2 separate regions of the Mus musculus genome follow, and region 2 is linked to region 1. A link is a contact called in public Hi-C data. All regions are on one chromosome and are shown on one strand. Each heading gives the region's core, a stretch centred on a gene start, on an enhancer-like site or on the middle of the called end of the contact. The rest is flanking DNA. Distances are from core to core; before and after follow the strand shown.

Region 1 (6,294 bases), core at 981-3,480:
GTGTAAGAAATAGCACACCATGAATAGTAAAACCCAGCATGTTCCGCCTCTGCGGAGTGCAATGATTACGGTCTGTTCAGCCTTTACCGTCAGCTTCATAAAGGCAGTAGCCTTCTTATTTATGAACTACTCATGGGGGGCGATCCAGCTTTTATGATCTGAATGGTATTTTTTAATCAGGTCCCTAGCTCTGTAACCTTGATCAAGCCCTGATCGGGCTGTGAAAAAGTACCCCCCGCAAGTCATTTTCTAAGAGAAAGACTTCAAGCTACTGACCTCAACCCTGTGCTAGCCCTTGACTTGGTGCTCTGAAATGATCTCATGGGTTCTTAGCCAAGGCAGGGCTTGCCCAAAGTTCCTTCCCACTCTTGCCAGTTTCACCTCGGGATGCTTCGGCAGAATTTCAGCACCCAAGCAGACAAGGTCAAATTAAACTGCTTCTCCTGCTGCCTCTAGCTCATGAGTCCAACAGGGCAGCCAGTCCCCCAGCCCCAGGCCTGCATGCACCAAGAGAGGGGAAGGGACCTGAGCCCTGATCTGCAGAGAGTAGAAGGCACCCATTTTTCTTCCTTATTTACTCCAGGGGTGCCTCTCCTCCCCCACTCTGGCATCCCTTTATCACTGGCTCCATCTCCTTGTGGCATATTTTCAGGGTAGTAGAATGTTGAGGTCACAGGGAGAGGCTCCTTTTCTTTTTCAAGCAGCAGAGACGCCAGCCTGGAACCCTGAGCATGAACAAGCAAGATGCCGAGTCTTGTTCTTGACTTTGGGCTCTAGTCTCTGCCCCTGCTTGGGGCTGGCCCCTGTTCGTTCCTCTTTCCTGCCCTCACTAGCTCCCTAGGATCCGCAGCATCGGTTGGTTTCCCACGATTGTGCAGGTCAGGCATGTGCACTCGGAAGCTCAGCGGGGTGCAGACCCCAGCTCAGAGAAGGTGCCTATACCCGTAACCAAGAGAAGAGACCAACATTTCACGTGGGCATTTTTTGCCTTCTCTCCTGCTTCGGTCTTTGCTCAACAGCAGGCGGCAGGGCCCCTCTGCTCAGACTTATTCCCCCCATCTCCCTGAAGTTAATCAGCTGTACTGTACTTGGCAGTTCGCTTTAGTTTGGATAATACTTTCAAAACCTCGAACGTTCCAGGGAGATGGTCGTCCCCAGAGCCCCCAACCCCCTCCCGCCCAGTTCTGCCTGGCCAAGGATGTCCTGTGCTCACAAGGCTGTGGCGTTTGTCTAGAATAGACATCATATTCCCGCTCCTCCAAGACTGTAGCCAAAGTTGCCAGATGCCCCTGGGCGACTAGGTCCTGCCAGATGCAGTTGCGTAACCTCGCCCCCCACCTTCGCCGCTGCCCGCCACCGGGTCTACACTGGGCTACACCCGCCGTCCCGGACCTAGGCGAAGCCAGTTTAGGGGCTATTGCGTGCGCAAGAGCCAGGGTCTGCGCCCATCTGCCAGCGGTCAAGTACAGAGGGCTTGGGGTGCAGGAGGAGGGCATGCTGGGCTCTGCTTACCTTTGGCTGCTTACTGATAAGTGGAGGTCGGTGCAGCGCCTGGCTCGGGCATGTCTTGCCGCGGACCCTGGCAAGCCTGGCGCGGCACGGAGCACTCGGGGCAGAGCATCCACGGCAAGGATCTCCGGGCTCGCGCTGAAGGAGGCTCGGCTCCGGAGACTTGGCCAGCTGCGTGCCCGCCGCCCGCCCCCTCCACTGCCACGGGCCCGGCCCGCCCGGCCCGGCCGGCCCCCGCGCCGCAGCTCGAGTCCCTTCGGCTCCTGCTCAGCGACGCGCACGGGGAGGCAGTGGTTCGGCCGGCTCCGGGGACGCCCGCGCGCTCGCCCGATCGCGGCGCGGCGGAGCCAGCCACAGCCACCCGGCTCCGTGCTCCTCAGATGTCCTCATTTACTGCAATTGTCTTCGGCGAGATCCGGGAGCCGGGGCCGGGAGGAGGGGGCGGAGACGGGGAGGGAGCGGGAGGGGAGTCCTGGCCGAGGCACCAGGTCCCGGCTACTCTATGCAGCCGAGCGGCCAGAGGACTGAAGAGAGGGCACCGGGAGCTGCGCGCCAGTCGCCTGTGCGCTCGCCTGCCACCGAGGCGGGCGGAGCCCCGGGGCCCGTGGGGCGGGGGTGGGGCGGGGGCGGGCCAGGCCGCGTGCGTGGGGCGGGGGCCGGGCGCGTGAAGGAGCCCCTCCAGCCAGAGACGGATCGCGGGCAAGAGGAGGAGGAGGAGAAGGAGGAGGTGCTGGAAGCAGCCGCTGGCTGCTGCCTGTGCGCGGAGCTCCTCAGCCACATTCCTAGGGTTTCTGAGCTGCAGGCGGCGCTGCGGGGCCCCTGGAACTTGTTGAGTCTACCTAGGAGCCACCTCAGGCAGGCACGGGGACCCTATTGATTTCTTCTTCAGGAGTGGGGCTGTCTATAGGAAACCCTGCTTGATGGCTTTCTGTGGTGTCAACCAGCCTACCCCTGCTGGGTAGTTAATACCCTAGATGGGAGTGGACATCTGGGCAAGGCGCCCGCCCCCTCACCTGCAGATGTGTCTTTGGAGAGACTAGGGATGAAGGTTTCTCTTGCATTTTTTTACGTTTGTAACCAACCAGGAGTCTGTCCCTCAAATAAGGATTTGAAACGCAGACCTGTTTATTGGCCTAGGGACAAAGTAGAGAGTGTCTGCCTGCCTATCAGCTCTGTTGCATCCTGATAATTTGTGGACATGTCAGAGCAGGCATCTCCACTGTTCCTCATCTGGACCTCCTAGTCCCTCTGCCCCTCACCCCCCTAGAGAGGCAGTGGGAGATTGTGTTTGTTTTGATCAGAGTTAAATAAACTCGGAAAAGAGATTTCTTTAGCATGAACAGAGGACAATTCCCAGCATATACCCCAAACTCCACCAGAGTCTTGTGAGCTCTCTGATGCAGGTTCAGGGTCTTCCCCGATGCCTAGCAGGGCTGAGGAGCAGACACTGGGACTAAGTATTCTTGCATACAGGTCTCCCAGCCCTACCTGAGACATACTGGAAAGTAGCCCCCACCGATAACATGGTGGTAAGCTTTGGCCAATGAACTGGGATTCAGATGGGAAATGCTCTTAATCACCCACCCCTACAAGCACACCTTTCAGACAGAAGACAGGCTCTGGTTTGTTTCTATGTATCCTTTTATCCCTGTATCCCATCTTAGTATTCCAGGCCACTCCATTGCTCTATCCTCATACAGTGGGCTGATAGAGCCCAGCTCTCTGTTTTATATATACTTTCAGCTCTTTCAAAGGGCTTTCTGTAAGATACTGCATTGTCTATGTAGGATGATGTGTCCACACGTTTCAGGAGGAGGTCATTCTAAAATATCTTCCCTTTGCATGGAGAGAGCACCAAGCCTGAGGAACCCAGACTCTGTCCCTCCCACTCTTTAAAATGCCCCTTAGGACCCAGATTCTCCCAATTCTGATTGCCAGCCCATTTATGTCTTTAGGCCTGGAGGCGGCTGGGATCTGGCTGGGGAAAGGGCCTGTGTGCCGGCTGCTTTTATGTCAACTTGATTCAAATTGGAGTTATCTGAGAGGAAGGAACCTCAATTGAGAAAATGCACCCATAAGACCCAGCTGAAAGGCATTTTCTTAATTAGCAATTGATGGGGGAGGGCCCAGCCCATCGTGGGTGCTGCCATCCCTGGGCTGGCGGTCCTGGGTTCTGTAAGAAAGTAGGTTGAGTAAGCCATGAGGAGCAAGCCAGTAAGGAGGACCCTGCATGGTCTCTGTATTAGCTCCTGCCTCCAGGCTCCTGCCCTGCTTAGGTTCCTGCCCTCACTGCTTTGAATGATGAAGAGTGATTTGGAACTATGATTGAATTAAACCCTTTACTCTTCAAGTTGCCTTTGCTCATGGCACTTCGTCACAGCAACAGTAACTCTGACTAGGACAGTCTGCAAGGGTGAATAGACTCTGCTACCCAGCTAGAAGCCAGAGGGCTGTGTAGGATGGGACTGTGTAACAGCAGATGGCAAGACTTCCTGCCTGACATGCCTCCCGCTGCCCCCTTCCCCAGGTGTGCTCTTACATCTTTGGGAATTCTGTCCAGAAAACTTTCTGTAAATCTTACCTTATTGTAAATCCATAAGATTAGAAACCCCTTTTCCTATTTCTTAAGTATGTCACTGCACATCTGCCAGGCAATGTGGGAGTGGCACCATTGAGAATAGAAGGTTTGGCTTTGGGATCCATGAGTAAAATCAGATAGACAGAAAAGTGTGCAGAGGAGGCCAGAGCTCAGCCACAAGCGGCGCTGTGAGCTGGTTAGGTGTCTCTAGAGACAGTGTCAGTGATGATCCCCGCAATGGCTACCTAGAGGAGGCAATGATGGCATGCTATGGCCGGCAGGTTGGAAGATGTTCTAGCTGAGCCGTGGTTGCTCTGAGTTCTCCAGCTGCCCAGTAACTTCAGCTGTTGCTAGGTCTATTGTTATCCTGCTTTGGATTTAAGATGCCTCTGTACAGGCTCACTTGGGCCCCATCTGATGATGATGCTTGAAGAAGTTGTGGGAGCTTTGGAAAGTGGAGCTTATCTGGAGGAAGTAGGTTGCAGGGGTCAGGGTATCAGGTTAGTCCTTGAGGGTTCTAGTTGGATCCCACATCCCATTCCCTACCAGAGGTTCGAGAAGTCCCAGCTGAGTACATCTACTGTCATGTCGCTCCTACCTTCCCTACCTTGATGAACTAATACCTCTAGGCCACACCCCAACAATCCTTCCTCTTTAAGTTGCTTAAAGAAGTCTCATGAATTCTGTTGCAGTAATAAGCGAGCCATTGGTGTACCTCCTGCTATTGTAAAATGTATGACTGCATTTACCTACTGCATCACTAAGTCTGCCATCACAAATTGAGATATTGCTGAGAGTGTGTGTCATTTGACTAGGGAGGACTGTTCCATGAGCATCAGCGTGCTCAGAACCGTCAAGCAAGCCTTGTGTTCGGGGCTGTGTGGGGGGAGGAGTTGTGGCCTTCTTGCTGCCCACAGATGCTCTTTGCATCATAGTTTCTGTGTGGACAGAACAGATGTATATATTAAGGGTTTATAATGAGTCCTTATGTTCAGCTTCCCCAGAAAAAAAGAAAGTAGACTCATTTTAGGAATCAATTAGGTATAAATTGGTTTCTTAGGTTTTGCTTCAGAATTTTGCCACAAAAGGTAGTCTTGCAAAGGAGAAAATAGCCATTTTAAAAAGAGATTTCCCACAGGCAGAGGCAGCCAGAGAATAAAACTACACAGCAATTCCTGCTGCCTAACCCACACAGAGTCTGCTCCTTTGACTTCCTGGAAGTCCTGAAATTCTAAACCAGTGAATTGGTCAGATGTCGCTGGGTCATTAGGGTACTAGGCTAGCAACGCACAGACCTGGGTTCCCTCCTCAGCCTGCAGAAGGCAGACCTTGTGGTGTATGCATGCAAACTCAGTCCTTGAGTGGTCAATACAGAAGGATGATAAATTCAAGGTCATCCTTGGCTATATAGCAAGTTGGAAGCAAACCTGGACTACCAAAGACCCTGTCTCAAAACCAAAACAAAACCAGTAGTATGATAAACTGCAGTGTGTGTGTGTCTGTGTTCCAGAATGTTCTGAGCAGTTTTAATTCCAAACTGAAAGTAACCTAAGTATCCTAAGAAGCAAATAGGTAAGAATTTCTTGGTCTTATCAAAGTGTGGAGGATTATCTAGAAACAACCACCAACAAATTATTACCTTCTGAGGCCAGAAGACTTTTGGGAACATCATGCAGAACGAGAGTGTATGTCACCAATTTGCTGGAGAGATGCTCAGTGGTTAAGAGCACTGACTGCTCTTAACAAAGGACCAGGCTTTGATTCCCAGCTCTCTCAAGTCTCACATTGTCTGTAACTCCAATCCCAGAGAAGCTGACGCCCTCTTCTGGCCTCCGAGGGCACTGCATACATTCAATGTACAAGACATATATGCAGTCATACACTTCACATACATACATACATACAAAGAGAGCATGTATCACTGGATTCATTCACGGGGATGTTTGTGGTGTTTGGTATGACGCTGGTGGCTACTGTTGGATGTTAATTACACAGAGCCTGCGGATGTCCTTGTACATCCATTAGAACTAGGTGTCCTGTCACCTCCTTGCATTTTGTCTGTCTATATTGTCACTGCGTCCTCACCATGCCTTATAATACGTCTCTGTAAATGAAGGGGCTTATTGACAGTGATATGAGCTTTCATCGCTGAAGCCCAAACCCAAGGGAAAGAGCAAAGAAGGGCTCCGCAGCCTCTCTGCTCATGT
Region 2 (6,294 bases), core at 2,259-4,758, 200 kb after region 1:
TTTAAAGGGTAAAAGGGTGGCAGGGTCCTTCAAGCCACAGTAAGGGCAGGTGTCTCCCCTTATCTGTGTGACAGCGTGCTGATTGGATAAGTTTTTACTAATGGCTGAGTCAACACAGATCTAAGAGTGTGTGGCAAAATGCTGTTACCTCTGTCCCTCTCTTCTCCTCTCACTCCATCTTCCTCCTTCTCACTGCCACCAACTCATATCTGTCCATGGACAGCTACTGATAAGGCAGGGCTTCACCTAGCATCACTAGCTGATGCAGACAAGTCTTCCAGTAGATAGCAGAAGCACAGGAAAGGACTGGGCAGTTGGAGAGGCGGCAGACTTCAGATGACAGCAGCGATGTCATGTTGTAACCGCTGACACCTGTTTGTGACTGAGATGACATGCCGAACTCTCTGGTCCTTGAAGAGATCTGTTATATATCTCAGGACCCTTCCTTCCAGATGTATGTAGTGTGGCTGCTCAAACCCACAGAGAGTGTAAGGGGAGTGTCAATTCACCTACGCACATACCAGAGCTACCTGTTCTGGCCTATGCTAACAGCTTCCAGCGGAATCTAGATTGGAGAACATCACTTGAAAATGACAAAAGCCAGTCCTAAGAGAACTGCGTACACCTTGTAGCTGCTGAGTAAGGATCTTACAGAGCTCATCCTGCCAGAAGGAAGTCCTACCATCCACTCATTTCTAGGCTTCAGGAAGGCCAGGAGTTCAGGGTCTTCCTGTTTGGCCAGGGTCCCCTTTCCTCCATCTCTGCTGACCTCCATGTGACCATGGACCAGGTCAGGATCTGAGGACCTCCCCTTGGTCCTGTGCAGAGCTGTATTCTTTTTTGGCAGAGGAATGATGACTTAATTAGGGCTACAAGGGGGAGGCAGCTGCCACTGGCCGCTGGGGTCTCATGCCAGCTCTTTCCTGTGTCTAGGTAGCCAATCAACACAGGACCCAATTCACATGAGAGAAACATAAAAACTAATTAATTTTATATATACATATGGATTTTCACAAGAGAATACATTCCAACTATATGACCAGAGTTGACAGAGCAATGAATTAACAAAATAAAAGCAAGACAGACAACGGGATAGAAACTTCTGGGAATGTTACTGACAGAAATAGGTAGGCGGTTATCCAGGTTACAGTGGAGTATGAAAGGCTCCCCTAGTAAGAATCCGTTTACTTCCTTCAAAATGAAAGTAGAAGCTAATAGATGTGTTAGCACATGCCTTTAATCCTAGCATTCGGGAGGCAGAGGCAAGAGGTCAGCCTGGTCTATACAGTGAGTTCTAGGACAGACAAAACTACATAATAGAGACTCTGTCTCCAAAAAAAAGAGGAGGAGAAGGAGGCTGAGCAACTCCTATAGTGGCCACAGTCCCATGGGGGAAATTTGGCTTTAAATAATTATATTCCAGTCAGCATATTCTTAAGTCCTCCACATTCACCTGAGAAGAAAAACAAATACTGTTGTCCACACACACTGGCTAGTTAACCCTGTGTGAACATGTGTGGGAGTCCTGTGCCTTGCTTGATTACTTACTACATGTATTTATATAATAATAGAACTTATTGCCTACTTGTGTGTGTTCATGTGCCGGGGTGTGGCTGTGGAGGTCAGAGGACAACTTGTGGGAGTCACTTCTTGTACCATGTGGGTCAGGCTTGGCTTACAAGGACCTTCACCTGCTAAACCATCCCGCTGCCCACCTTCACAGGTTTGTAATGAGTCCTTCTTACTCAGAGTAAAGCTCACAGTGAGTATTCAGCGGGATGAAGTTTGGTGCTCTTGATGAGAGAGGAGAGTTGTTAGTTATTCTTAAATGCAGTGATTTAAAAAGGAAAAACAAACTGTCCAAAACAAGCAACAAATAAACAAAACTGTCAAACGTATCTGAAGAGCAGCATTCTGTGTGTGAGCTTTTCTCGGCCCTCCACCTGTGGTGTATTTAACAAAGGTCACTGTCTCCAGGGCAAAGTGTTCATTTACCGAGGCAAGGAATATGAGCGACGGGAAGATTTTGAAGCTCGGCTGTTAACTCAGTTTCCAAATGCTGAAAAAATGAAGACGACGTCTCCACCGGGCGATGACATTAAGACTTCTCCCGGCCAGTGTATCCTTTAAGGCAGCAGGAGGGCCATTCATGGGAACATGGGCGCACTGGTGCACACAGGGAGCAGGGCTTCTCTTGGTTGTCATGTGTGCTGCCATCTTCCTTCACCCCCTTTCCTCAGACATCCAGTGCTTCACAGTGAAGCCCAAGCTAGACTTACCTCCGAGATTTCACCGACCCGTGTCTGAACAGATTGTAAGGTAACTACGCTAATTTTCTTACCAATAAGAGGCAGCAAGATAAGACGGACGTGGTGGCGCACGCCTTTAATCCCAGCACTCAGGAGGCAGAGGCAGGCGGATTTCTGAGTTCGAGGCTAGCCTGGTCTACAAAGTGAGTTCCAGGACAACCAGAGCTATACAGAGAAACCATGTCTCAAAAAAAAAAAAAAAAAAAAAAAAAAAAAAAGGCAGCAATATGCTGACGGTGGGTGTCTTGCTAATCAGTCTACCTTTTGAAGGGTAGGTAGACTTTAAACTTTGAAGAACATGCTAGATGTTTCTTCTACCCTCTCCCAAGAACAAGGAAAGCTAGCGATTTCTGACACCCACCAAAAGGAAAGAAAGTTATTAGAGGGGCGCTCAGGATTGTTTTTCCAGCGTCTGCAAAGATGAAACCCAGAAGGAAGGAAGTAGGCCTTGGGTCTCCTTAGAGACCATACATTCAGGGTAAAATACCCAACAGTGTTCAAAGCCAACCCTCGCCCTGTCCTGTGGAGATTACAGACTCTTTGCCTTTTATGATATGGAAGCAGAGATTAGAGTATTTGCTCCCCATTAAGATGCAAAACAGTCCGTTTGCACTGGGTTAGAGGGATCATTCCTTTGGTAAAGCACGGACTGTAAGCAATTGGACCTCAGTTTTATCCCCAGTACCCATATTATAAACAAACAAACCAACGGAAACCACCAGGTAGGGTGCTTTTTGCTTTAACCCAGAAATGGCAAAGTGGGAAGCCAAAACTGTGGAGTCCCTGTAAACTCATTGGGCAGCAAGCAGAGCTACTGGGTGAAGTTCCAGGCTTTTGAGACCTTGTCTCAAACAGAAAGTGGAAGGTGCCTGAAAGACCATGCCAAGGGTGGTCCTCTGACCTCTACATGCACACCCATCTCCCCTTCTTCTTCCCCCCCCCCCCAAATGATCACACAGACAGAGTCATGCAGTGGCATTTAAACTCCACATATCCCAGTGGGGCTGAGCTCACACACCAGTGCTAAGGTGCAACTGACTGGGGGGTGGGGGGTGGGGGGCGCTGTAGAGTAGTTCCCTGCAGGCTCTTTGCTGTGGTGAATCATCTCTTTGATCTCTGTGCTCATGGGAACTGCAGCCTCTTTGAGGCCTGCTCCTCCTCTGGTGTGTTTGTTCCACATCCTGGAGTTCCATTTTAGCCTTTCATCACTGTTGCCTTGGAAGCCATGGAAACAATCTAGGGCTGCCTTTCAGCGGTCACAGAAATGCAGCAGTAGGCAAAGAGAATCACAAAGCTGCTCACATGGCTTTGTGTACATTCTTTCCTGGGGAGAGAATTAAGTCGAGTACATGGGCATGCACACACCCTTCACAAGCACTGGCCACGCCTTAGTGGTATGGAAGACAGACAACAAGCTGTGTGTGGCCCTGCCCGGAACACCACTCTGCTAAATCTACATCTCAAAACTCTGAAATTAGAGTGCATGGCACCCTTCTTTTTTTTTAAAGATACACATTGTCAGTTCCTCTAGATAAATTGACTGTTAATTTATTCCGTTAGCTGGGGCAGAGGCAGGTGGATCTTTAGATATTTAAGGCCAGCCTTGTCTATATAACAAGGTACAAGCCAAGGCTGCATAATGACACACTGTCTTAAAAAAAAACTATACACACACATAACATACACACATGCAAACGTACATACATGCATGCATGCATACATGCATGCATACATATGTGGTATGTGTATGTAGTTTTATTATTTATTATAGATCACATATATCACTAAATTATATGTTTATATCACTAAAACCACACATTATTGTTTTTTATAAACAGTGCGCATATCTGTGGAATCCACAGGCACTTTGTCTCTCCTTCACTTCACCTTGCCAAGCCTGTGCCCAGTCCACCTTACTCAGCATCTCTTCTCCCCTGAGGGCTGCCAGAGACAGAGAGGAGGCAAAAGTCTCCAGTCAGTTTTTCTACCTGCAGCAATGTCCCCTCAGGAGCTGCTAAGGAAGGAGCCAAGGCTGTGGCTTCTGGTCAAATGTGGGCATACTTCCTGAGATGTGTTCTGAACAGGACCTCCCTCCCGCAAATCTAACAGCAAACTGGCTACTTTCAGGTTAAAAGTCTGATGATTTGTCTGTCTCTACAGTTTTTACAGGGTGAATGAGGTACAGCGATTCGAGTATTCACGGCCCATCCGGAAAGGAGAGAAAAACCCAGACAATGAATTTGCGGTAATTAAAAAACATATCCACCATAACAATGCCCCCAAATCCTTACCTCCAGGAGAACACATCACCACAGGCCACCGTGGACAGTGTTAAATGTCTCTGTACATTGCACGCAGACATCCTAAGCATTACATTCCAGACTGAGCAAAGCTAGTAGCATTTTTACAGAGCTTGTCATCGAGATAGCTGAGACAGGAAATAATGGACCAATGGCATTAGGGCATTGGGTATTCCCTTCTAGTGAATGTAAAATAATAATAATAATTAGTCTTATCCCCACCCAGCCCAGCGTCAACTGAATGAGACTCAAACTAGGATTTATTTACTAGGCTCTGTGCCATTATGAGGATATAACCCCTAATCTAGTCCTCTAACACCAGTCTCAGTGCTCAGAACTCCAGAGGCTAATTTGGCCTTGGTGACAATGACAGTCAGGTGAGGCCAGTACCAGGCCTCCCTGTAACTCATCACACTGCAGCAGGATGCTCACTGCCATTCTGGACTGGGTGATCCTCTGTGGGGCCACACCATGCACCTCCAACCTGAACCCAGTGTCATCTCCCTGGTCAGGACAACCAGTCAGAGCTCTAGACACTGCCAGGTATTTCTTCAGTTTTGCAGCCACCACAATAACCCTGGGAATAGTAACACACACACACACACACACACACACACACACACACACACACAGAGAGAGAGAGAGAGAGAGAGAGAGAGAGAGAGAGAGAGAGAAGGAAGAAGGAGGAGGCGGAGGAGGCGGCGGCTTACCACAGAAGCATGAGGACCTGAATTCCATCTCCAGAATCCATGTTAATAAACCTGGGTGTGGTGGTGCATATCTATAATCCAGCATTGGGATGACAGAGCAAGGCAGTTCTCTGGAGCTCACTGGCTAACCACTCTAGCTTACTAAGCAAGCCAGGTCCTAATATGAGACTCTGGAAAACAAGATGAAAAGTACCAAAGATATACACACACAAACACACTCTCTCTCTCTCTCTCTCTCTCTCTCTCTCTCTCTCACACACACACACACACACACACACACACACACACACTCAAAGAATCTGTTGTACAAATGAACTGATCTAATGGAGCCTACTTCAAAAGGTATCAGACCAACCCGTAGTTTAAAATGTTAAGACCTCTTACTGGAACGCCTCCCTGCAGAATCTCCCTTCAGACCCATGTTCAGAGGACACTTTAGCCCCTAAGTAACATCAAAGACCAGCCCTGCTAGCATGGCCTCATTTGTTGTCTAGAGGCCTTTGGGATATAGGAGGCCAAAGGGGACTAAATAGCCACACCTGACCCAAAGCATAGTTTGAAGCCAACTGTCAAGGCTGCTTTAGGGAGAAGGACTTTCACCTCCCTCCATAGAAATCTTGAGAGGCAAAACCCTGAGTTTCCTTAACACCTCCTGGGAGTCACCTTAAGTAACATCCCCTCTGGCCCAGAGACCAGTGTCCTTGTGTGATGTCAGGACTTTGGAGTGAGTTGACTTATTGTTTCAAGACAAAGGTTGTGTTCCTTGGCCAGTACCAACATCCCAGGCCTTTGATGGCTGGTCTTTAACTAGGGTCAGAGCCTAGGAACAGACACACTAAGAGTAGATGAACAGTTTTCTGAGTATTTTTCTCACATAATAAGTCATGTCGCTCTTTCTGCAATGTCAGGGACCCAGGGATTTATTGACTTTCCCCCATTACCCGCCTTCCATCTTGCTGAATGTATATATCCTTA

Evidence for each region. Hi-C and Micro-C count contacts between places; a contact is called where the count stands out from the background.
Region 2: a contact with region 1 is called in a Hi-C map of embryonic stem cells, with 2.4 times the contacts expected there. The contact joins the enhancer-like site here to the promoter of Insyn2a in region 1. A contact is called at or near these places in 4 of 39 promoter capture datasets (embryonic stem cells, hippocampal neurons and liver), 3 of 484 Hi-C or Micro-C datasets (embryonic stem cells and nephron progenitors), 2 of 115 datasets of contacts at active chromatin or transcription factors (embryonic forebrain and stem cell-derived neural progenitor cells) and 1 of 9 other capture datasets (pancreatic islet).

Annotation. Positions count from the first base shown.
Region 1 is chr7:134,936,200-134,942,493 of GRCm38.p6, forward strand. It overlaps Insyn2a (inhibitory synaptic factor 2A), which reads right to left and starts at 2,231. Exons shown (of 4, transcript NM_001143802.1): 1 at 1,513-2,231. The region is part of intron 27 of Dock1 (dedicator of cytokinesis 1); the gene reads left to right.
Region 2 is chr7:135,135,838-135,142,131 of GRCm38.p6, forward strand. It overlaps Dock1 (dedicator of cytokinesis 1), which reads left to right. Exons shown (of 52, transcript NM_001033420.2): 41 at 1,978-2,119; 42 at 2,241-2,319; 43 at 4,470-4,554. Among named protein-coding and RNA genes, the nearest start is that of Gm24581, 7.3 kb to the left of the region's middle. RefSeq lists an enhancer at 2,084-4,781. Within about 2 kb of position 3,509, at least 39 of the 459 cell types and tissues checked have an H3K27ac peak or open chromatin away from gene starts, as enhancers often do. A contact at or near this core is called in embryonic stem cells, where this site is marked.